3 separate regions of the Mus musculus genome follow, and all the other regions are linked to region 2. A link is a contact called in public Hi-C and promoter capture Hi-C data. All regions are on one chromosome and are shown on one strand. The core of a region is the stretch at or near the end of the contact, and the rest is flanking DNA. Distances in the headings are between cores, read along the strand shown. Region 1 overlaps Sardh (sarcosine dehydrogenase). Region 2 holds the start of Adamtsl2 (ADAMTS-like 2). Region 3 holds the start of Dbh (dopamine beta hydroxylase).

Region 1 (2,914 bases), core at 19-2,518, 120 kb before region 2:
TTGTCATTACTATTTTGTGTGTGTGAGGACACATGTGTCATGGCACGTCTGTGGGGGTCAGAGGACAACCTGGAGGAGTCAATGCTGTTCTTCCATTGTGTTGATCCTGGAGGTGGCACTCAGGAGCCTTTACCCAAAGAGTTACCACCTCCACCCTGCTTCGCTTAAAAAAAGAAAAAAAAAACAGATTTTGTTTTGTTTTGTTCTTCCGAGACAGGGTTTCTCTGTGTCCTGGAACTCACTCTGTAGACCAGGCTGTCCTGGAACTCACTCTGTAGACCAGGCTGGCCTGGAACTCAGAGATCCACTCACTTCTGCTTTCTGACTGTTCTGATTAAAGGCGTGCCCCACCACTGCTGGGTGTGAAAGATTTTTTTTTTTAATTTTAATTTTTTTTTTTGAGACAAATACTTTGCTTTGGTTTTTTTTTGAGACAGGATTTCTCTATGTAGCTCTGGCTGTTGTGGAACTCTATCTGTAGAACAGGCTAGCCTCAAATTACAGAGATCCACCCACTTCTACCTCCTGAGTGCGCCACCAGCAGCACCAGGCAGGACTGGTTTTTCTATGTACCATCCGTCCATTCAGTGATGGCCATCTTGGCTGGTTCCATTTCCTCAAGCAGCAATGAACACGGTGGTGCAAGTGCCTGGGCCAGCATCTGATGGCAGGTGAATCTATGCCAGGCATGGAGTTCTCTGTAATCCTGCTGCTCACAAACCCTGCCTGAAGCACATTGCTTAGATGGGCCACAAAGGCCTTCGAGGTAGCATGGAGGTGTCTGGCCCATAGTGGTGAGAAAAATGAGTTTGTTCTCAGTCTTGTTCCATCCTTGTGTGCCACTATGGGAGGAAATGAGATCTGCCCTGGGAAAAATGTAAGGCACCCAGGCACTCATGATCTATGGATCTAGAAGGTACACAAACTTCTCCAAATTCTCCCTGTGCCAGTAGGGAGAAGGGCCTACCACCTTCTCTCTGGATTTTCTTCTTGGCACCTGCCATGGGCCACGTGGCTTTGTAGCGGAGACCCAGAAGTTGGCTACCTTGCGTCCCACTGAGGTCAGGTGATCTCAAGCATCCATGGTCATCACCCACCTGTGTGCTCGGCTGGATGAGAAGTGTCTGAACAGGGAGGCTGGGTGCACTTTCAAATGACTTTCCCTGCTTCAAAATGACACTGGCTTTGAGCCCCAAGCTCCTTCAGGGCTGTCTAAAATTAGCACCCTGGTGACAAGGCCGTCTTTGTCAGGGGCCCACAGCTTGCACAGAGAGACAGGAAATGTCAACAGCACTGTTTCTGCATCAGTTTAAGGTTTATTTTTCACAAGGCCAGCCTGCTTCAAAGGCCTCAAGAACCCAGTTTCTCAGTGGCTGTGTGATTAGACTAGCAGGGTCATAAGGTGCTGGCTTAGTGGTCAGACAGCAGGGTAGCTCCTTTGCCCAGCCAGCACAGGGGCAGCAGCGCTGGCCTGGCCACCTCTATTTGTGCGGTGTTTTGAGCCCTCCCACATCCCTTTGATGAGCTGAGCAGTGATCCTGGGCTGGTGTGCACTCTTGGGGCACTCACTCACACATCTCACAACCTGCCTGAAGGCTGGGGAAGTGGGCATCAGCTGTTTGGTTGATTGGGCTTGGTACATGTACCTAAAAGTTTGGAAGATTGTATCTTCTGAGGAAGGGAGCCATTGTATTGGCTGTGTGGGTGTGGAAATGCCCTCCCTGACTCCAGCTCTTCCCACATGGGCCTCAATGCCCTTCCTGCATGGCTATGATTAAGTGGGATGTGTGTGAAGGTCTCAGCATGGGGGCAGCAGATAAATGGTGATATCATTCCTTTGTTTGTGAGCCCCAGTTTCTGGAACCCACATTATTCGTTCATGTGGCTTCTAGAATGATGTATTCAGGACCCTGAATTGGCCCAGGCAGGACATGAACTATCAACTTCCCACCTGCTTTCCATGGGTGGAAGAGGCTGGAGGCTTTTTAAAATGAGAGCCTGGGCTCATGATGGCAGAACCTGTGGCTGTGGCCATATTTGGAGATAAGGTCCTGGCAGATGGGACTGAATGAGGGAGTGCGCATAGTCACCATCTTGCTGCTGTGACAAAGCACCTGGCAAAAGTGTCTTGAGGAAATAAGGGCATGGTGGCAGTGGAAGGAGGGCTGCAGATACTGAGTGACACAGGTACCCCTGGACCATTGCTGGAGCCCTTGCTTTGGAAGAAACCAGGAAGTTGTTTCCTGAGCCCCTAGGCATGGCTTGACCACACCCTGATCTAAAGCTGTGAACCCCCAGAATAGACTTGGAGCTCATTGTTATCTGTTTAAGCCCACCCAGTTTCTGGTCACCAGCTTGACCACAGGGAACCTGCTGGTCACTCCTGAGGTGAGGTGGGGGGGGGGGTAGGGTGGAGACTGTCTCCCTTTCTCTGCATTCAATTCTTCTCTTTCATTTGAAGATTCCCAGCTCAGCTTCTGTGAACACTCCTCAGAAAGTCCCATTTCTCAGTGACTGCTGGCAAGTGGCAGCCTGTGCCTGGGCAAGGCAACCTGAGGCAGCTGTATCTAACCCATGCCCTCATCTTCCTAGGTCCGGGCCATCAGGCTGTCCTTTGTCGGGGAGCTGGGATGGGAGCTGCATGTACCCCGGGCATCCTGCTTGCCAGTGTACCGGGCTGTGATGGCTGCAGGTGCGAGGCATGGCCTAGTCAACGCAGGCTACCGTGCCATCGACTCCCTGAGCATCGAGAAAGGTGAGCCCAAGGTTGATATGGCCTTGGGAAGCCAGTCAAGGCACCAGAAAGCCGAGGACACTCCTGTCACTGGTGTTTAGATTTTCACCTCATAAGTCCCTCTATCTCCCAGCCTTGTGCAATTTCTCAACATCCCCCCCCCCCATCTATGCATGGGGT
Region 2 (2,950 bases), core at 450-2,949:
CCCCTATCCACCCACTCCTACTTCTTGGCCCTGGCATTCCCCTGTACTGGGCATATAAAGTTTGCAAGACCAAGGGGCCTCTCTTCCCAATGATGGCCAACTAGGCCATCTTCTGCTACATATGCAGCTAGAGACATGAGCTCCGGGGTACTGGTTAGTTCATATTGTTGTTCCACCTATAGGGTTGCAGACCCCTTCAGCTCCTTGGGTACTTTCTCTAGCTTCTCCATTAGGGGCCCTGTGTTCCATCCTATAGATGACTGTGAGCATCCACTTCTGTATTTGCCAGGCACTGGCATAGCCTCATACAAGACAGCTATAACAGGGTCCCTTCAGCAAAATTTTGCTGGCATATGCAATATTGTCTGGGTTTGGTGGCTGATTATGGGATGGATCCCCGGGTGGGGTAGTCTCTGGATGGTAAGTCTCCATCCTTTCGTCTTAGCTCCAAACTTTGTCTCAGGGCCCTTCTCTCTTGAGAGAACAGAGATATGGAGGAGGGGCAGAAGGAGGTACAGCCTGCACCTGGCTCCTGATTCCCTTCCAACAAAACAGCCCCTCAAACCCAAACACCCACCAAGGGTTACGGTGAATCAAATCAAGAGAGCTTCCAGCCTTGCTGCTCCAACTCTCAGAATGGCTGCTGCGCACCTCAATTTAAACCCTGTCCTAGAAAGGAAGCTAATGTAGCTTGTCCCAGGTGGGTGTCATCTGCTGGTGAGTTAGACAATGGGCTTCAGAAAAAAGAGGCAGCTTGCCCAAAGCCACACAACAAGGTAGCCTACTGCCCCCTCCCCCACCACACACACACACACACACCACAGAGCAAACTTAGGGACTCAGTCGCACCCAGCAATTCCAGGGGAAGAAAGTCTGGAAATGGTCAGCACCCTCGAAGCCCTGATACCAACTGTCCTACTGTCCTACTGTCCTTCTGTCCTTCTCCCTCTCCCTTTTTTTCTCCCTCCCTCCCTCCTTCTCCTGCAGGTGTCCAGGAGCTTGGTCAGCATCACCCTTACGTCCACCCACCCCCGACACTGAAGGTCTCCATCTGAGTCCCTATTTTCACTCCAGCACAGAGTCCCCATCTCACACAGTCCCATTAGCCTCCATGGCTCCCCAGTCCCTGCTGCTGCCAAAGACAGGTGCCCAGTCAGCCTCACACTTGGTTTTCATTAAGGCTCCCAGACACTGCTGGATTCCAGCCAAGTCCAGCTCAAACAGGATCCATCTCTCCCTAGGGTCCAAAACCTTCAACAGGCCCACCACAGCATGGCTTTGCAGACCAGACAGCAACTGCTAGTACCAAGGTTGTTGCCTCAGGACCACCCTGCCACTGTGTGGCATAGGTTGTTCCCCCCTTTCTCTGTGGTTGAATACCCTCACCAGGGGCTGGGACATCCCCCGGCCCCCATTCTGAACAGCTTGGCTGGTCTGGGATAAGCTACATCTCACACCTCCCAAAGACCACAGTATGAGCAGGGACAAGTATGTAGTGGCCTACCTCACCCAGGGTCAGCAGGTTGTCCTCCTTTTAGAGAAAAGGGTGAGAGCTACTGCCAGGTGCACGGTGCAGGAAGGTGAGTGCAGAGATGTGCGGGCTCTGCCTGTCTCTGGTCCTGCTTCCCCAGCTGCCTCCCTCTCCCACTTCAAAGAGCATTCAAGGGAGGGGGTTCCCAGGAGGGGCTCTCAGCCCAGTGGCTGCTCTGTGGCCGCAGCTGCCTTTATAGCTGTCAGGCAGACGGGGAGGAACTCACACTTCCCACCGCTGCTCCCCCGCCCAGCCTGCTGGCGGCTGGCCGGGCGCACACTTTAACCCGCTCTGCTCCTCTGGAGTATGGCCAGGCTGTCCAGCTGCCTGCTGGCTGCTGCTGCCACAGTCCAGGATCAGTGAGTGAGCCTGAGACTGGCTTGCCTAGGTCCAGAGTGACTGACCCTAATGGATCAATTAGCCTGAGGTCATGTGGAGGGAGGTTGGCAGTGGTGGAGCGGAGCCCCCTTGACCCACCCATCTAACTTCAGCTTCCAGAGAAGGCTGGAAACCATGTGATGTCCAGGCTTTCGGCTCCTGTTCACAGGGAAGACACAGAGGTCCAGACATTGCACGGGTGCAGGCCACCCTCCGTCCTTGGAAAACAGACCTGAACAACGGAGGAACTGAGATACATCCAGAGATCAACCAACCAATGGCTCCAGGGAGAGGAAGAGGTGGCTACAGCCTATCGACCAGATGTCTAGGAAGATCGTCGGCACGGGGTATTCTGCAGATGTTTGGTACCAGCTTGGCTGGACCCCACAGCAGCTGGGCAGCTATTGGCAAGCAAGCAGGACTCAAGAGCTCTGTCCCTGCTGAGCTAGAGCTGAAGTCTTATGAATCCAAGAGGACTTTGGATGATGAGATGTCTGCTCTGACATTTCCTGCTCTCTGAAGCACCCCGTCCTGGAAAACAGGCACCTTCAAATGCTAAGTGATTCTGAAACAACATCCCACAAGCTGGCTGAGCCATTTCATCCATGCCTCTGTCCCTGTAGTGGGGACTGGAAGTCCTCTCCTTTTCTCTGTCCCTCCCTCTTGTCCCTCCCTCTGTGCTAGATGATAAGCTTCTTCAGCTGCCTCTTTGGGCTGCTAAGAGTGATACCCTGGGGGAAGTCTTGTGTCTGACCACCAGACCGCAGCCAAGAACAAAGCAACCAGCAAAAACCAATCAGCACCCAGCCTCTCTGTGAGGCTTGAGTCAGGTGACAAGCATCTTCATCATCTGTACTTTACCGAGGAGAAACTGAGGCTGGGAAGTGGAGTGGTCTGCTAAAGCCACCAGTCAAAGTTGTGACAGATACAGGTTGCGGCGCTGCTCTGCCACACACCCTCTCCTTCTGCCTGGTTCTTCAAAGATGCTGGCTGGCTCTCCCAGCTTAGACTGCGACAGGGGGCAGAGGGTCAGCTCTCACT
Region 3 (3,154 bases), core at 470-2,969, 86 kb before region 2:
TCATGGTGGGGCTCCTGTTGGGGTTGCTGCTGACTCACAGCAGGACCAGCCAGGCAGTTGGCATTGCTGCTGGGAAGCTACAGTGCAGACCTGAGCATACTGCTGCCTAAAGAACTCCGTTTCTGATGTCTGTGTTCAAAGGAATTCATTGTGCAAACAAACCTGCCAGGGGTGGAAAAGGCCCCCTTGGTGGAAGCTGCAGCTTGAAAAAGCTGCACCCCGAAGGGGGAAAGGAATGTCAGCCCCACTGGGACCCAACAAGTCTCTTCTGTCTCCCACACACCTCAGACAGACTGTGATTCCAGAGCCACTGTACAGCCAGCCCTGCTCTGTCACCCTGCCTGACAGTTCTGAGCCAATGCCTGGCCTCACTGTGAAACAGGGAGAGTGGCTGCTGCCATGCTCAGCTCAAGAGAGCATCTCCTAGTCAGGTTTAGTAGCTCACACCTATAATCCCAACACTGGGGAAGCTGAGGCAGGAGGATTAACACAAAGCTGAGGCTAGCCTAGTATGAAGAAGAAACATGATCGGATAAAGAAACCATCTCTTCTCTTGTAGATGCAGAGTTAGATTCTATCCCGAAGAGGCCCTGATGGTCCATCCCTCTGTAGAGGTAGGAGGACAAAGAGTAGAACCACAGAGGATATGTGTGGGTATCTATCCTCCGTCTACTGATCCCTGTAGCTTGTAGGGGCCCTGAAGGATGCTCCGGTCTGTAGGAGATTTCCTGTTTGCTACCCTAGCATGCAGATGTTCAGGTAGCTTTTGAACAGAAGGAACCAGAGGCATTCTGTTGGCCTGGGCTCAGCTTGTGTGGTGAGGATGGGGTTGTCCCACACCCGGGTTGCAGTGGTATCTGTGTCTACCTTTACCATCATTGAGTATAGCACAGAAGGCGTGTTTCTGTGTCCCAAGCTGGTGTGCATACTGCCTGCTCTATTCAGCCATATGCCACCTGGCCCACAACAGGTGCACATGTACTGGTAGTGTGGCATGGAGTTGCTATTTGTAAAACTGGAGGATATGCAGGGTCTCTACTCATGTGTGTGTGGGTGGGTGGGGACTCATGGCATGTGGGTCCTCCATCTGCCCTTACTGTCCTTAGGATTGCTGCAACCATTATTTGGGGGTGTAGTCAAGGATTTCAAGGAGAGACTACTTACTGTTCCATTCTCTAGTGAGTGTCCTTATGACGCTGAAGGGCTTAATTCAGATTAGTGACATCAAACACAGAAGCAGTAGGCAAGCTTTCTTTGCTGACTGTAGAGCAGGGCTGTATGAAGCTAGCCAGCTTGTGTGTGTGTGTGTGGGGGGGGTATGGACGTGAGGACAAGACAGAAAGATGGCAGAGGACTCACCGCAAAGTAGGCCCTGTCCCCATCAGTCCAGAGCATGATGAGATCTGCGTTCTCCATCTCTCCTCGATCTGACATTCCAAACAGGACCCCAGCCCTCAGCCCTTGCACCTGGAGCTGGAAGTGGATGATCTCCTGGACATAGCTGACGTTCCATGAGAGCTCTAAAATCCCTTCGGGGTCCAGGGGGATGTGGTAGGGGAAGGGGCTCTCTGGAGGCTCCGAGCCCCGCAGTGCAGCCACCAGGATGACCAGGAAGATGGCCACAGCAGTGCCGTACATGGAAGCCGCCTCACGGACACTGGGGCTTGGGAGGCTGCTCCAACAAGGCTGGTGGCTGAGATGAGCTTGCATGGCAGGGATGAGCACCCCAACCCCACTCTGCCATTTATGCCTGTCCAGTGGGGTTGGGCCAGGCTGCACCTAATCACATTTGTCTGGTGGGGAATTGAATTGTCTTGGTGGCCCTCCCACCAGTCCATGCCCTGGGGCAAACACATCTCCCCTAATTGGCACTAATGACACATGGACATCTTCAGGAGAATCGAAGCAGAGTGGCTGATGTCCTCCAACAAATCTCTGACGCCTGTTGGAAACAGCTACTCTCTGCAGACATAGGTCCTAAGGACACCTCCAGCCACGCCCTGCGGAGGGCCTCATAGGCAGCCAGATACCAGGTCCTCTCCACCTGCTCCAACTGAGGTCTAAGGGGCTCTTTCCTGAGTGACAGTGAGTGGTGGGTTCCTGGCTCTTGTTTTTAACAATACTGGGGGGTGGATAAGTTTCAAACTAAAAATAAAAGGCAGTCCCCAAATAGTCCGTGTTTAGACACTCTCTCCAAGGCCGGCTGTTCCCACTTTTTCTCCTGTTTCCCCACGGGCTCCAGCTGGCGCCACGGCTGCTACAGAAGGAGTGGGTGCAGAGACAGCAGGGCAGGCAGAAAGGGGTGAATGGGCTCTCGTGGCTGTAGGGACAGTACTTAGGGGAAAGGAGGGTGGGGGACATACCTGTTCCCATCTCCCTGAAGCTCTCAAACCCAGGGCTTCCTCTTGCTTCTCAGGTCAGCTGTACCCAGCGCTGTCCCTCCCAAACCTGCCATAGGGCCCCTGCACAGGTTGGCCTTCCTATTGCTCAGCCCTGTCTGTCTCATGATGAGAACCAGTACTGTCCATACCTCCAACACCAGGAAATTCTACTTGGTCTGCTGCTTGTATCCAAAGCCATCCACCTCTGTACCTCACTGTGACTATAGGTCCCTCCAACCTAGTTGTGAGTCCTTCTCTCCTTCCTTCTCTCCCTCTTTTTCTTCCTGCTTCTTTCTCAGAAACACAGTAGCCCAGCCTGAGCCTCTGGCCAGCAAGGCCGATTCTTCACTGAGCTCTGTTCTACAGAGGAAACGGGACCTCAGTCCTGCACACAGGTGAGATCTCCAGATAGTCCCAACTCTGCTCTGGAAAGCAGATAGGCAGAATGACCAGGGCTAATGGGCACATTGTTCTGCACAAGCTAGGACAAGAGTCACAGGCTCTGAGTGGGGTGTGGCTTAGCTAGCCACATCCTGGTTTTCAATGAGCTCTTAGGGCCACCTGGGGCAGCGAGGGCCAGGTCGGTTCCTAAGAAGGGTAGGGCTGCTGAGCAGGAGTCTGACTGCAGCAAGTAGTGTCCCTTTCCTGGATCCAGCCTGAGAGCAACAGTTGCGCTCGATGCTCAGAGGAGAAGCATGGTTCTTAGTAAACAGCAGAGTGACACACACACACACACACACACACACACACACACACACACACACATTTATTTT

What was found. Promoter capture Hi-C pulls out the DNA fragments that hold promoters and counts their contacts. Hi-C and Micro-C count contacts between places; a contact is called where the count stands out from the background.
Region 1: a contact with region 2 is called in a promoter capture Hi-C map of neural stem cells. The contact joins the enhancer-like site here to the promoter of Adamtsl2 in region 2. A contact is called at or near these places in 11 of 39 promoter capture datasets (the C10 cell line, the SN4741 cell line, cranial neural crest and 5 more), 4 of 484 Hi-C or Micro-C datasets (the HL-1 cell line, bone marrow-derived macrophages, cardiomyocytes and 1 more), 10 of 115 datasets of contacts at active chromatin or transcription factors (CD8 T cells, T-cell acute lymphoblastic leukemia, VIP interneurons and 7 more) and 4 of 9 other capture datasets (adipose tissue, embryonic stem cells, liver and 1 more).
Region 3: a contact with region 2 is called in a Hi-C map of the N1E-115 cell line, with 5 times the contacts expected there. The contact joins the promoter of Dbh here to the promoter of Adamtsl2 in region 2. A contact is called at or near these places in 19 of 39 promoter capture datasets (the 3T3-L1 cell line, 3T3-L1-derived adipocytes, the C10 cell line and 13 more), 2 of 15 datasets of contacts at CTCF or cohesin (large pre-B cells and pro-B cells), 6 of 484 Hi-C or Micro-C datasets (the N1E-115 cell line, cerebral cortex, cortical neurons and 3 more), 3 of 115 datasets of contacts at active chromatin or transcription factors (double positive thymocytes, embryonic basal ganglia and embryonic stem cells) and 4 of 9 other capture datasets (adipose tissue, liver, macrophages and 1 more).

The regions. Positions count from the first base shown.
Region 1 is chr2:27,197,370-27,200,283 of GRCm38.p6, reverse strand. Sardh (sarcosine dehydrogenase) reads left to right here. Exons shown (of 21, transcript NM_138665.2): 18 at 2,593-2,755. Among named protein-coding and RNA genes, the nearest start is that of Dbh, 33 kb to the right of the region's middle. Within about 2 kb of position 1,268, at least 52 of the 459 cell types and tissues checked have an H3K27ac peak or open chromatin away from gene starts, as enhancers often do. A contact at or near this core is called in CD8 T cells, double positive thymocytes, heart atrium and 1 more, where this site is marked.
Region 2 is chr2:27,078,128-27,081,077 of GRCm38.p6, reverse strand. It overlaps Adamtsl2 (ADAMTS-like 2), which reads right to left and starts at 1,699. Exons shown (of 19, transcript NM_029981.2): 1 at 1,505-1,699.
Region 3 is chr2:27,164,072-27,167,225 of GRCm38.p6, reverse strand. Dbh (dopamine beta hydroxylase) reads right to left here and starts at 1,719. Exons shown (of 12, transcript NM_138942.3): 1 at 1,360-1,719. The coding sequence starts at 1,710.